Linked DNA regions of Mus musculus: region 2 is linked to region 1. A link is a contact called in public ChIA-PET data. All regions are on one chromosome and are shown on one strand. The core of a region is the stretch at or near the end of the contact, and the rest is flanking DNA. Distances in the headings are between cores, read along the strand shown.

The links. ChIA-PET counts read pairs in DNA pulled down with a chosen protein or histone mark.
Region 2: a contact with region 1 is called in an RNA polymerase II ChIA-PET map of memory CD8 T cells, with 6 read pairs. The contact joins two enhancer-like sites. A contact is called at or near these places in 1 of 484 Hi-C or Micro-C datasets (pre-B cells), 1 of 115 datasets of contacts at active chromatin or transcription factors (memory CD8 T cells) and 1 of 9 other capture datasets (embryonic stem cells).

The regions. Positions count from the first base shown.
Region 1 is chr15:96,563,509-96,571,036 of GRCm38.p6, reverse strand. No RefSeq gene overlaps it. Among named protein-coding and RNA genes, the nearest start is that of Gm32457, 14 kb to the left of the region's middle. Within about 2 kb of position 3,881, at least 105 of the 459 cell types and tissues checked have an H3K27ac peak or open chromatin away from gene starts, as enhancers often do. A contact at or near this core is called in memory CD8 T cells, where this site is marked.
Region 2 is chr15:97,454,386-97,461,913 of GRCm38.p6, reverse strand. No RefSeq gene overlaps it. Among named protein-coding and RNA genes, the nearest start is that of Gm41393, 51 kb to the right of the region's middle. Within about 2 kb of position 3,628, at least 59 of the 459 cell types and tissues checked have an H3K27ac peak or open chromatin away from gene starts, as enhancers often do. A contact at or near this core is called in memory CD8 T cells, where this site is marked.

The DNA.
Region 1 (7,528 bases), core at 2,632-5,131:
GCTGAAACAAGAGAATGCAAAGTGGACCAGCCTGGACTACACAGAAATATCCTGCCTAGGTTATTTTGTTTGTTTGTCTTTAATGTTATCATTTGATCTGGAATACATTTGTCCATTCCTCAGAATCACAGTAGGTTGTACACAGTGTATCCACCCTCTGCCCTGTTGCAGTAGGACACATTTTAGCAACCAGAGAATAGGGAATCCTCCTGACACTCGTGATTCTTGAAGAACCTTTGAGGAGACATCTCCCAGCCTTTGAGTTTGCCATTTCTTTCCATAATCCGCTCTTGACACCCTAAGGTTTTGTCGGGCAAGCAAAGAGGCCAGGGTCAGATGCACAAATTCTTTCTGTGAATAGTTACTGCAAGGATAGCCTGGACTAGGTGTGAGGCTGGCCATGTCTCCCAGGCCTGCTGATAACAACAGTCCACCCTACAGAGCCACAATGGTACATGCAGATCTCTAGATAGAAGTAGGACCATGGGTGTCCAGGCTGTGTGCCTGAACCGAGCTTCCGTAGGAATAAAGCTGATACCATTACCCTTCTTTGTTGTCTCTGTGTGCTTGTGTCTTTGGGACAATGTCTGTGGCTGTCCTAGAATTCACTGTTTAGACCAGGCTGCCCTGGAACTCACAAAGATTTACCTGCCTCTGCCTCCTGAGTGCCGGGATTAATGGCCTGTGCCACCACACCCCATAAACCGCCACCACTACCACGCCCCATAAACATCTTAATTGGTCAAAGTCACAAGGGCAAAGGTGTGAGTAATGAAAAATGTCAAGCCAAGCAGGGAAAAATTTACACATGGATAGACTGTGAGCCAATCTGGTATCTCTGACTCCTGCCCACTGTCACTCTGTGTGTGTGTGTGTGTGTGTGTGTGTGTGTGTGTGTGTGTGTGTAACATATCCTTGGGCTAGGGATGCTCTGTCCCACCCACCCCTGGAGAATAAACTGGGCTTTGGAAACTGCACCTCGGCCCTGTCTGCTGCCCCCTGTTTAGATGCTCCACTTGCATTGTCTGGAGAGGATGAATGGGGCCCAAATAGCTGGACCTTTTTAAAAAAACAAAACAAAACCCCGGGTTACTTTAAATTCTAGACTAATTCAAGTTGAATTGTAATCTGCTTGCTAGATTTAATATAATATCAAAATGACCGAATTATCAATTCATCTTAAAGGTACAAGCACTAAAACCAAACTGGTATTGGCATAAAAACAATGGCCACCATGGACAGCACAAATGGTACCAGAAAGGTGTTCTTTAGAACCTTACGAGGAAAATAAAGTTTTCTCAAATTCACGGTAGGGAAAGGAGGGATAGTTTAGAGAAACATTATCCTAGATCATTATAACAACACATCTAAAGAGAACTCAAAGACTTTGAGCAACACACACACACACACACACACACACACATAAAATACAAGCTGTATACTTGAGACAGGATGTAAAATCATGTCTTGCTGTTTGCATTTATTTATTTAAGACAGGGTCTCTGTAGCCCAGGCTGGCCTGTAATTCACTACGTAGACCAGGCTGACCTCAGACTCATAGCAATCCTCTTACATCAGCCTCCCGAGTGCTGGGATCAGGGTCATGAGCCGCCATTCCCAACTTTAACTCATTTAATAACTAAGGAACAGGAAGTTTAAAGATGATTTACAGTGTTGGACATGGCAGTACCCACGAGAATGAGGCAGGGGGAGAGCTGTCTAGACTACATGGAGAGTTGGAGGCTAAGCCTTGGACTATGTTGTAAGAACTTGAAGCATTAAATATTTACAAGGCTCTGGGTTCAATATTTTAGCACAGAGCCTCCATGGGAGGCTCAAAGAAGAATTCAAGAGCTGACACGGAAGCAACTGATGTAAGACTGTCCTTCTTAAGGAGGTCAAGGCTATTAATGTCTCAACCAGAATTCATTTCCTTATCTCTGGGCAATAACAGTTTCTGTCTCTCATCAGTTTGCTACAAGTTACAGGATTGTAAAACAGCTCAAAGACAAAAATAAATTGCATAAATAAATAAAGGTAGGGCACAAAAGCAACTTGTAGGATATACAGAATAGCATCATCGAGAAGGGATGCACACTTTGTTCGCTGAAATCTTGCCCAGTACTTTTTTTTAAACCTCTTTCAAAGTCAGAAGTCCTGACACAATCAAAGTCTCGTAGATTATTGGAGGTAATAAAATGGCGGTTCTCCGTATGGTCGGCCTGTGTATCTGGGTAGGTGTGGTTTGATGTTAGGTGACCCTAAAGGCTTCCTTTTCAGTCTAGAATTGTGCAGTGCTAAGTAGCTACTGGTGCAATAGAACGTAGCTTTAAAAGTTCTTTTTTTTTTTTTTTTTTTTTTGACTAGGAAGCAAACCTAAGAAATGTTGCATTCGCCTGTCCTGTCTATGTATTTAAGAGAATTCCTTCCTACTTGAATGTCCCTATGGCTGACGTTCCTTGTCTAAGAGGAAGTGCCTTTGTTAGCCTAAACAAGATTAGTGACCTGCCTTTGGAACTAGGGCACAGGTTACAGGCCTGTAAGGTTGGCTCTAGGCCAGTTTTCTTGGGCGAGCTTTGCAGGCGTTAGCTCCTTACTGTCATTACTGTCATTACTGTCAAATGGCCAGCAGTCTCCAGCATGATCTTTCGAGGCAGGCCAGGGCAACATTGCCTTGCCAAAGTAGAGGGACTCAGTCACAGTGTTCAGAGAGGACAGAGAAGTTTAATTCTGTTTTGTTGAGGAAACTCTACTGCACTGCCGTACACTGACAGCTTGAGAAGAAGGACCCATGGCTTCCTTATATAGCCATGAAATGGGGCATTAAAATCCTGTCAGCTCAGGGAAGCTTTTCTTCTCAGGTCATCCTGCCCTCTGGGATTCTGTTCTGCTGGACCTTGGGTTGTCACTTGGTGTACATAAAACTGTTGCTCCTGGATTGAAAACAGTCCCGGGCATGCTTGCTGCTGCACTGGTGCAGCCTGGGATGTGTCTAGGGGAGGTCAGCTCAGAAGCCTGTGCCCAAGTGTCTGCTCTCGGAGTGTCAGTAGTCAGTAGTTTAAGGTCCTTGGCACACCGTCCCTCTCTGTGAGATTCTGGGCAAGGCCGTGCTGTGAGGAGCCCATTATTAGCCTGTGGTCTGTAACAGCCGTGGGCAAGCTTCAGGGAGCAGAGGCCTGTGATGAAGAGACTATACCTGGGTGGCTACTTTAGTAGCTCATGACTATCTTTTTTTTTTTTCTTTTTTTGTTTTTGCTTTTTCAGACAGGGTTTCTCTGTGTAGTCCTGGCTGTCCTGGAACTCACTCTGTAGACCAGGCTGGCCTCAAACTCAGAGATCCACCTGCCTCTGCCTCCCAAGTGCTGGGATTAAAGGTGTGCACCACCACTGCCTGCTATGGCTATTATTTTATCCACCTGCCATAGGTCTTTTTAAAATAAATTTGCAAGGCTGTGTAGTGTTCCACTGGAAGGTCACCGAAAAACTGCCAGTGCCCATGCCTTCCCCCTATTTTAGTGTCTTCAAGGCTTTTCTACAAAGTGTGCATCTCCAACTCATCTGTAGAGAAGGAGAGTCTTTCTTGGTCCAAAATAGAGCTGCCTCACACAGTTCTGTGGCTGAAAAGTTCAGGGTCTGCTAGGGAGGGACTGAGGAATGCTGGGAGAACCTGGAAGCCAAGTCTACTTTGGTATGTTAAATATTCACCTCAGCTGTTTGTCCCGGGTCTGAATCCCAACAAAGGTGAGGACCCCAAGGCTCCATGAAAGGCCAGACACCTCCGGAGACTCCCATCCCCCTCGGAGCTGTTTGCTGTGCCAATGAGGAAATTACTTTTACTTTCTCGACATCTTGCACCACCGCCACCGTCTGTCTTTCCCGGATGTTGGTTTCTCTGTCTGTCCCATGCAGCAAGCTCGTGGCTCCCCTACAGGCGCACCAGCATCCCCAGGTACAGCTCCTCTGGGCTTTGAGAAGAACCTTACTCAAGGTTGGGATACCCGACTGAACATCTCAAAGCAGCACTCAGAAGGGAGCATGCCCATCTGCCGGTCCCCTCTCCGACCACAAGGAGCACTTCCGGAAGCCTCAGTCAGCCCCGCCTCCTCCAGGAGCAGGGAACAGTCAGCCCCGCCCCCTCCAGGAGCAGGGAACAGTGCACTTGCCCTCCTAGGAGAAGCTTCCTCCTTGAACTTATTCCATGCAGAACCGGGGAATGGTATTGTCACTCCTAACCAAACCTAACCCTGGGATTAGAACCCAACGAACCAAACATCTTGAGGAGGAACGGTGGCAAATAGCGGATTCTCTGCTTGCCATTGCTGGCTGTTCTTTCCCCTGTACCTGCTGGACTATGCTCCTGGGAAAGGCCCACGGGGAAGGTCACACCTCCCCCATGCCTGCGCCCATTGACTGTGCCTCCTGCACTTCCATGGTGTTGGGCTTGCAACTGAAGCCATGCAAAACCAGCTACTTGTACCATGTTTTTACGTGCGACAGCTTTTAAAATGGACTAGTGATGCAGTCCTCTTTGGTCCCGAGGCACACTTCTCTTTCCTGCCTGCGTTTGGCCTCTATGTGGAGATAGGGAGTGAGTAAAGGAAGTCTCTGAGCAGAAAGTGGCAGACATCAGTCCTTTTATGGTTAGTGAACTCATTTAACAGGCAGTACATTCAGTGGGAGTGAGTCCGCAGTGTTCTCCCATAGTTACTTTAAAGCTGTGCAGAAAGGGAAGTGGGAATCTTTACTGGTCATTGTCTGATGCTTCTTTTCCCACCTCAAACATCATCCCAGTCTCAGGGTTTTGTTGCTGTGACAAAACAACATCACCAAAAAAAGCAGGTTCAGGAGGAAAGGGTTTGTTCAGCATACACTTCCACATTGCTGCTCATCACCAAAGGAAGTCAGGACAGGAACTCAAGCAGGGCAGAAACCTGGAGGCAGGAGCTGATGCAGAGGCCATGGAGGGGTGCTGCTTACTGGCTTGCTTGCTCCTCATGGCTTGCTCAGCTTGCATTCTTCTAGAACCCAGGACCACCAGCCCAGGGATGGGCCCTCCCCTGCCTGCCTTGATCATTCATTGAGAACATGCCTTACAGCTTGAGCTCATGGAGGTATTTCCTCAACTGAAGATCCTTTCTCTGTGCAAACTCTAGGTTGTATCAAGTTGACACACAAAACCAGTTAGCATATCCCCTTAACTGCCTCTGGCCTAGTCTTTATGGACAGGGACCTTTGGAAGTCAGTGGATATTGCTGTGCAGGTATCCAATAGTGCCCTTGGAATGTCTACTTCTTGAGCCATGGACTCTTCTATCTTAATGGTCCTTGGGACCGTGGCCATTTTCCCCTCCCAATCACAGTTCTGCCATTGATGGCTTTAGGATGCTCCTCATTGAGGAGTCACCCACTCTGTGACAGATAAGCCTTTATAAACCTCACATAGCAAAGCAAGTGTGTTGAAGAATGACTACATCAAAAATATCTTTGATGCAAGCACAGCTACAGAACACAGAAGGGTGTCATGGCCATAAGAAAGACTAAAGGAGGAACCAGGAGATGGCAGGAGCTGAGCCATGGGGAGGTGTGGACTAGGGGTGGGGTAGGCTTTCTCTGTCTTCCCTCTTCTGGTTGCTGAAGTTGCAAATCACCTGCCTTCTCAAACACTGGGAAGACTTGGTCCTTCAGATACTGTGATGGTTTGTATATGCTTGGCCCAGGGAGTGGCACTATTAGGAGGTGTGGCCTAGTTGGAGTAGGTGTGTCACTGTGGATGTGAGCTTTAAGACCCTCACCCTAGCTGCCTGGAAGCCAGTATTTCCCTAGCAGCCTTCAGATGAAGATGTAGAACTCTCAGCTCCTCCTGCACCATGCCTGCCTAGATGCTGCCATGTTCCCACATTGATGATAATGGGCTGAACCTCTGAACCTGTAAGCCAGCCCCAATTAAATGCCGTCCTTATAAGAGTTGCCTTGGTCATGGCATCTGTTCACAGCAGTAAACCGTAACTAAGACAGACACTCAAACAAAACCCCGGATTTTCTTTTGTCAGGAGGCATAATCGCAATACCCCATGGGTGACGGGGGGAAAAGCCTGCCTCCAGAGAAGCCTCAATTGTAATACTGCCCCTCAGCTGGATCGATTCTGCAAAACAGAGAGAAATGGTCTGAGGTTCCCTGTGGTCAACTTTCCTCACTGTTAGGAAAAGTATCAGCTCAGGATGCCCAAGACCAAGTTCTCAACACAACGAAGACTTATTTACTTCAGAGGGACAAAGGACAGGGGAGAAGGGACAAAGGCAGGAGATAGAGGATGAGGAAGAAGGGGAAGGGAAAGAGGGAGAGGGGACAGAACTGTTTGTCCTGGAGCGAGACAAAGGACAGCCTCTGGATAGAGAGGAGACAGATGTGGACCATAGGAAAATGGCGGTTTATAAAGGCAAAGGGGAAAGACAGTGTTAGGATGAGGTGTTTAATTTTAATTGGACATATGAATTAAGTGAGCCAAAGGAGCTTTTTAAAAATGATTTATGAGCCAGCATGGTGGCACATGTTTTTAATCCCAGCACTCTGGAGGCAGAGGTAGGCAGATTTCTGAGTTCGAGGCCAGCCTGGTCTACAAAGTGAGTTCCAGGACAGCCAGGGCTATACAGAGAAACCATGTCTCAAAAAAAAAAAAAAAAAAGATTTATGTATTTATTTATTTTACGTATATGATTGCTCTCTTCAGACACACACCAGAAGAGGGCATCAGACCCCTTTGCAGATGGTTGTGAGCCACCATATGGTTGCTGGGATTTGAACTCTGGACCTCTGGAAGAGAGCAGTCAGAGCTCTTGACCACTGAGCCATCTCTCCAGCCCTTAAAGAGAGCTTTTGATTGCTGGACTTCAACACTTTGATAGCTGGACCTTGGTAGTCAGCTTCAGGAGGAGGAAGTGGCTAAAAAAAGGGAATAGACCTTGTGGGTAGCTTTAAGGATGTAATCTAATGGTTTGTTAGCAAGACAGAGGGGATGGGGGAAGGGCAAGGCCCACCAGAGCTGTGCTAAACACACCCTCCACTCCTGTCATGCTGGCCACTCTCACGTCAGCCAGAGTCCTTTCACTTACCATCAAGACCAGCTAAAACTGGCCCACAATTGTTACCTAGATCTTGCTACCTTACAGCTGTCTGTGGTTTGGCTCCCCTCCCTCCGGGGTGGGCGGGGCCGGGGGACCCTTATCTAACTCTATAACTATACTGACTGAATCTTCTTGTCTAGTCCTTCGTCCTCCAAAACTCCCCCTGTGAAGCAATCTCTGGGAGACTTTCCTCTCAAGGGGTTTGTTACATGATCTTGAAACTAACTAGCTGGTAACATAGATCACCCATCAGCCAAGTTCCAGCATGTCCTCTCAGAACTTAAATGAGACCTAGAAATGAGGACTGTGGAGACTTCCCTCGCCACCCCACCCCACCTGGGGATGTAGTTCTTGTAACAAAACAATCAAAGAGACACCTTCCCTAAGCGCCAATAAGGATCCTGTCA
Region 2 (7,528 bases), core at 2,379-4,878, 890 kb before region 1:
AAAAACAAAAAAACAAAAAAAGAAGCTTGAGGAGAATTTTATTAAAGCTTAAAAGAAAAATACTCAAGGCAGGCAGCAGCTCAGGAGGAGAATGGAGAGAAGGAAACAAAACAAAAGAGGCAAGCAGATTTCTGAGTTCGAGGCCAGCCTGGTCTACAAAGTGAGTTCCAGGACAGCCAGGGCTATACAGAGAAACCCTGTCTCGAAAAACCAAACCCAAACCCAAACCAAACCCCACAAACCAAAGCTCGCGGCTGGAGTTAAGCTTGAGTGGAAGTCTGACGTATGGTGACACTTGTTGTGGGAAATGTTTAATCCCAATCCAGGAATTCTACCTGGTCTTTGATCACTCAGTTCCCAGATAAAGGACACACACACAACCTTTATATTTATAATAAGCCTTAATCCGCACTAGAGCTGGGCAGATATCTACCCTCTATACTATTAGAATCTATTTCCCATCCATAATCCCAAATTATAATTTGCCATGTCCCATCTGGGCAGCTCTTCACTCTAATTGGCTAGCCCTCGTGGCTACATTTTCCTGATTCACCTACTCCATGGTGGCTTCCTCTTCTCTCCACCTTCTTCTCTCTCCTTGTAGTTCTCTCCAGACTCCAAACCCCGCCTATGTCTCTTCAGCTCACCTATTGGCTGCCAGCATCTTCATTTAACCAATAGGAGATAACTTAGGGGGGCAAGGTTACATAGCATACATAGCATCCTTTATGTACATGCAGATTCTCTTGTATTGTAAACGCCAATATTTAGCATTTTAATACAAGCAAACTTCAACCAGGGCTGACGTAGAGGTCAGTCTTACAGCGGACTGCGAGGTTTTAGAGAACGAGCAAGGAAGCCCAAAGAACAGAGAAAAGTGTACTTGCGTTATGGCCAGCATTGGGGCAGGAGGGAGTTGCGGTGCAGAGAATAGTCACACCGTTCTGAGCCAGGACTCAGCCGGAATAGATCCAAAACAAACCTCGAAGCAGCCTAACTTATAGGAGCTGTACTGAGGGCAGGAAATAATTATCCTGTCTTAGTCTTCGGCCTGGCTTAAGGTGGGCTTGCCTCCCTAGGGGTAGGCTGTCCTTCCTGAGGGGTGGTACTTTGACCAGACTATTGACCCATTGAACTAGAATAGTAGGTCTCCGCCTACCCAGAAGTTTTCCTTCAACGTTGCTTTAGCGTTAACAGTCATTGGCCATTACACTTGCTTCAGAAGCTATAGTCTTTTTAAAGGCTGATGACATGATTCACCGGGATAAGGCTGATGCCCTTAATTTCATCTTTTGAAGCCAGAGCAGGGAAGAAGAGACCCGGCTAGGCTTGGCTCCTATTGGCTGTTCTCCGAGCTCCAGCTGCACCGCTTCCTCCCCATAATTTTTATATGACTAAGGGTGCCAATCTTGTCCAAGATGTTTCTCAATCTTTCCCAGTTCTAAATTAAGAGAAAAAAGGGGGGAGGGGACATTTTCCCCCGAGCCTTGTTCTGGTTTTATTTGCATTTCAGCTACCAATCCATGCCGAATTTGGCCGGACACAGGAAGTGAAGCATTTTCGAACTTTTTCTTCACCCTGATAATTTGCTTGCTACATCTCAGGTGTATCTGGGCCTGTTTCTGGGATCCGTGCTCTCTGTTAAAAAGCAGCCTTATTTCCTACGACGTCTCTGTAATGTTAATCTGCATTTTCTGTACTTTCTGAACCTCGAGATTGTCTTGGTGAGTAAGTTGGTTCCTCCTCCTGATTTCGTGCGCAGTTACACCGGCTGTTCTCACTCCTTCCTTATTCCCCGTGAGTTTTGGATAACTTTGTCAGCCTCCAGAGAAAGCCAAGGGTAATTTGGTAGGACAACAAGCAGCACTGTCTCTCTCATTCATTCCTGTTTTCTTACACGTTCCTGTGTTAATCGGGATGACCGTGTCTACACTGGGAATACAATTAGGCCCCCAAATCTCACTAGATTATCTCAGTACAGTTTTATTTCTCCTCCATGCTGATTTCAACATAGAAGGGGCTGTGCCGTGCAGGTCGCTTTGATCAGACAGCTCTGCTGGACAAGAGATGGCTTCGACATTCTTATATCTTTCTCAAATGTCCAGCCCCCTCTGAGGTGGAGCCCTAAGCCTAACCCCGGCCAAAGGGCTTTGAGCAGCTGTGATGTATCTGCTTGGGTCACAGGCTTGAAAATTGGTATCAGTTTTCTCCGTGATCGTGGATGGTTGAGATCATGGGCAGAGTTGACAGAACCAAGGAGAGATACTCATAGGCCCCTTCACTACAGGCTGGCACCTGCCTCGAGTCAGCCCGACTGGGAAGCTGAAGAAAATCTTTACTGTGTCAAGTACCGAGAGGTTCTGGGGCTAAGTTGTTACTTCAATGTTAAGGGAAATGTCTATATTAACAAAATAATGTATACAAGTAAATTTCTAGGCTTGGGGAGGGTGAGACTCTCACATGTCATACAGAGGGCATTGAGGAATATAATACCAGAACTAGCCAGAGAGGAGGCTAAAAGGGCTTGGCTTGCAATCCTCTTGACCTTGGAGTTCTGTAGCAAAACACCATCTAACACAACTGACTCGCCAAAAACAAAAAACAAACAAACAAACAAACAAACAAAAACCCTTAAGTTTCCACTTCGTGGGGGCGGGGTTCAAGGCAAAGAAAGGTATAGGGCTGAAAGTCCACTGGACTCTGAGTAGTCGTAGGCTCTTCATGGGTTCTCGTTTAGATGTCCCTACAAGGTTCACGTACCTACTCTCGAGACGCCCCGCCCCTCCTCTCCTCCATTGGTCCATGGTTGTGCATGCTACCTTTCTGGCACCAGGATTGGGTGGTCTCATACTACTCATGTACAATGGTCCGTTTGCTGTACTAGCAGAGACGTGGCTGCTGGTAGCTGGGTTCTGCCACCAGCTGAGGTGGGCTCCCAGCACCCCCTCCCCCCATCTTTGTGGTGTAATTGAAAAAGACAAACTTGCTGCAAGTGAAGGAAAATGACTTACTCCCCTGCTGCTCCCGGCCCCCCCAGCAGCAGTGGGTACACAGAAGCAGCTCTCTTTTTGTGTTTAAGTTTGATTGCACCGGTTTCCGTTTCTTAAAAATCAAAAGCCCCTTGAGTGAGAAAGTTTCCATGCTTTACCACTACAGAACATCTCCAGGAAGCCTCCCTCCACCCCACCCCACCCCGCCCCGCCCCGCCCCGCCCTGCCGCAGCCCCGCACAGGCTGTGGCCATGAGCACCTGGCTGTGGGATTTCTCAGCATCCTCTGGTTTTACCGGGGGGATTACTGGGGATGAGGTAGCTAGAAATTGGCTTATGCTTTTATCCCCAGCCAAGGCTGGCCAAGCTTAGGGATAGCTGCTTTGAAAACAGCCTTGCAAGTGACAATACTATTAAAGTCAAATATGGTGATCCCTACTCCAAGGCTAAGGGACCACCACAGAAGACAGCAGAGAGATCGTAAGAGGCAGATGTCAGGGAAGCCTGGGAAAATGATGTGACAGGACACAGTCGCTGTACTTTTGGGTTCCTAGCAGCTCGACCGTGGAAGTGGGAGGAGCTCCCCCGCGTCTACCGTTAACTGAGAAGCTATTGACAGTTCACGGCTTCTAGTGGGGGAAGAGTCAGTCTTCTTTAAGGGTGTGACCCATGGCTCGCTGTCGAGCACACCCCAGTGGAGGATCTATACCCATGAGTATATGGGCAGCCCAAATGGGACTCAGTGGACTGGGGGCTGGGAGAGGGGATGGAAAAAGATGGAGAGAGATGGGGAGAGAGATGGAGAGAGAGAGAGAGATGGAGAGAGGGAGAGAGAGAAGGAGAGAGATATAGAGAAGAGGAGGGGAGGAGAGGGGAGGAGAGGGGAGGGGGGCAGTGAGGTGAGGACCTGGAGGAATTAGGAAGAGTGGATATGATCAAAGTACATTGAATTATTAATTCTCAGAGAATTAACAAACTATTTTAAAAGATTAAAACAAAAAAAAACAAAAAACAAAAAAACATTGATTCCAATTTTTGCATAATCGGGTCAAGAAAAAGGAAAGCACGCCTTCATGTCCTCCTCTCTGGGAAGGTTCATTTCCCACAACTGACTCTCTTCTCAGACTCATAGCATCCCCTCCCCCATCCTCACTCTCAGCTAATGAATTTTCTACCCTTTCCCTAAGCTGCACCCACGCACCCGGCCCTGCTCGCTGCCCTCCCAGTGCCTACTGCTTCCCTACAATGCCTACTAGAACTTTCTGTGACCATATACGTGTCCTGTCTCTCTATCTCTCTTCTGTACCATGCCACACAGTGGCTGCAATGATGGGGACCTGAGGATGTAGAGAAGTCTCGAGGTTAGCTGTGAAGGGACCAGAGACGTGGGGTGGAGAGTATAGAGGGAAGACGCTCTCTCCATGTTTGAGGGGGAAAGGATGAGAATGGTATGTTTCACATGTTATGTAAATGTCCGTTCTGTGTGGAGCCGTGTCTTCCTGAGTCAGAAGACCTGCTTGACACCTTCAGGTCATATCTGACCCCGCATAGTAGCTGTCCTTGCTTACCTCCCCGGCCGGGGGGTGGGGGGTTCCTATCGCCTTGTCCCATGGCTCCCCGGGGGGCTGGGGGTGTCCTATCGCCTTGTCCCATGGCTCCCCCGGGGGAGGCTGGGGTGGTCCTATCACCTTGTCCCATGGCTCCCCCCGGGGGGGGGGGGTCCTATTGCCTTGTTCCATGGCTCCCACGGGGGGCTGGGGGGGTCCTATCGCCTTGTCCCATGGCTCCCCGGGGGGGGGGTTGGGGTGGTCCTATCACCTTGTCCAATGGCTCCCCCGGGGGGGTCCTATCGCCTTGTCCCATGGCTCCACGGGGGGCTGGGGGGGGTCCTGTCGCCTTGTCCCATTGCTAACGACCCTGCTTCCTCCATCTTGAGTCGGTTATAAGAGCATCATTTCTCATTGACTTCTACTTCCTGCTGTTGTTAAAGCGTCCAAAGCCATCCTTATTGCTGTTCTTTGTACTACGTTACTGATTTTCCCATGCCTTTGTGCCATGTGATTTCTGGATTGCATGGGGCAGTATGAGGCATGCTAGGGACCCAGCTGAACTTTTAGTGTAGATTGGGGAGGTTTGCTTGAATTGCTCTTCTGTTTCTTCGCTTCTGTTTCTTTAGCTCCCATGTTCTCCACCTCCTATAATTAAGACACCAGGCCTCTTGGCGGATCACTCACTTTTTCTTTCTTATCCTCCCCTCCTCCTATCTCCTTTTTTGTTCTACTGTTTCAGCCGACCTACCTGCCAACCCTGATAGTCAACTTATTGTTTCAGTGACATATTTCCATTTTTTAAGCGTTCTCTTTTTGTTTTATTAATGATCTATTTTTCTTATAGCATCTGATTTTGGCTTTCCAGATCAGAGATCTTCTCTTACTAGCATCCCCTATACAATCTAAACCTCCAAAGCATTTTTAATAATTTTTATCTTGCCCTTTCATGTTAGACTCTTTCTTCAAATAGTCCTTGGCTAACCACGTATAGCCAAGAATGGGGAACTAAAAGGAGATGCCCAGAATCTTAGCATATGTTCAAGAATAGTGCTTGTAGACATGACATCATCATCAAGAAAATGTCAGAGACCTTTTCTCTTGGTCTAGTCATAGCTTCTGACATGCTATCCAATCTATAGTTCAGAAGCTGAGCTGGAGCAGGCCAGCGATAGAAGTGGGGTGATCCCACAAGTCACTGTTAGATTTTTATCCAATACCAGCTCCTCTTCTCTGTGTCTTGTTCTTAACCATCCCACGATGCCCTGGTTTATCCTGTTCTTATGCCTGGGTGGAAGGGCCAGGGTTCTTCTGAGAGAGATGGGAGGGGAAATGGCTAGTTATGTGCTTTGTAAGCCATTCTTAGGCCCACCTACCTCTTACTTCCAGCTGAATCCGGATTACACGTGTCTGACCCCTTGGGAACCTGTACTGGCAAAGTTGTTTCCAGGTCTCTGCCAAACAGGAAGCAGCTGTCACAGATCTCCACCAGTCGCACTGTTTAGTGGTTTTCCAGCTTCTTGATTGTGTGTGTTGGGGTTGGGCAAGTCATTAAAGAGTCTTTTAACTGTTATAGTATACAAGGTTGCAGAGAAAGCAGATCTAAAAGCATAGCGATCAGATAGCAAAACCCAGAAGTGCCCTCTCTCTCTGAGGGTAGATGAAAGCCTGGCTTAACCACAGTACAACACGACCCTCCCATTGGCCAATCTGTGGTTGTGTCTTGGTCCTGATTCCATCTGATCTTTTATTCATATTTCTCACTGCAGATGGCCTGAGTTCTGGGTCCCCACGGGGGGGCCTCATGTCTTCTTCATTTAAGGTTCTCTCTCTCTCACTCACTCATGTTTTTAGCATACAAAGTCACATCTCAGAGAATGGCATGAATGGGTCAGGGTGCACCTCAGGCAGTGCCCCACACCCTGGCAGGATACACAACATTCCATTCCTGTCCTTTTCCACTTTTTTCCATCCTCCTCTTTTTCCTGGTCACCAAGTGCTAGTGCTCCCATGGGCTCATCCTTGGGCTTCTCAGCTTTCTCTTTGATTCTGCGGCCACTGCTTCTCATTGCGTCTTTGGGCTGAATAGACCTATGCTGTCTAACACAATGATGCCAGCCACACACGCTGTTTCTCCTAAGTGCTGATGACAAGGCTCTAGCCTCAATCTTCAGTGTCACTTGTGCGTGAAATTGCAAAAGTCCTCCTTGGCACTTTTATGCTTTGACATGGTAAAATTGTGAGGTTATATATATATTTGGTTAAATAAAACACACTATCAAAATTAACTTTGCCTGCTCTCTCCCTTTTGAGGATAGGAGGGCTACAAGCATACCAGGTTGTATCATACACATACCAGACGGTGTTGGTCTAAGCACTGATGGCTTTCCCAAACTCTCTGAGCACAGACTTCTACAAATGCCTGCTTGACAGACTCACACTCGGATGTGTGATGAACTTCCCAAGCTTCACAGATCCCGCATGGAATCCCAGAACCTCCCCCAACCCAAATTCTTCCTCCATGTTTGCTCCTATCACAGTGGAGGTACCACAGCTTATAGCTGCTGGATGTTAGAATCTCTGTTGACTAGGCCTGGATCTCACTTTACACATCCAGTTACCTCCTGACATAGGTGGAGCTAGGCAGCCTCTCTCCTTAACCCCACCTTGCCAGGGCAGCAGCTACATTTGTCCCTATCTTAGTTAGGGGTTTACTGCTGTGAACAGACACCATGACCAAGGCAACTCTTATAAGGACAACATTTCATTGGGAGCTGGCTTACAGGTCCAGAGGTTCGGTCTGTTAACATCAAGGCAGGAACATGGCAGCATCCAGGCAGGCAGGCATGGTGCAGGAGTTTCTGAGAGTTCTACATCTTCATCTGAAGGCTGCTAGCAGAATAATGTCTTCCAGTCAGCTAGGATGAGGGTCTTAAAGACCATGCCTACCCACAGTGATACACCTACTCCAACAGGGCCACAACTCTTAATC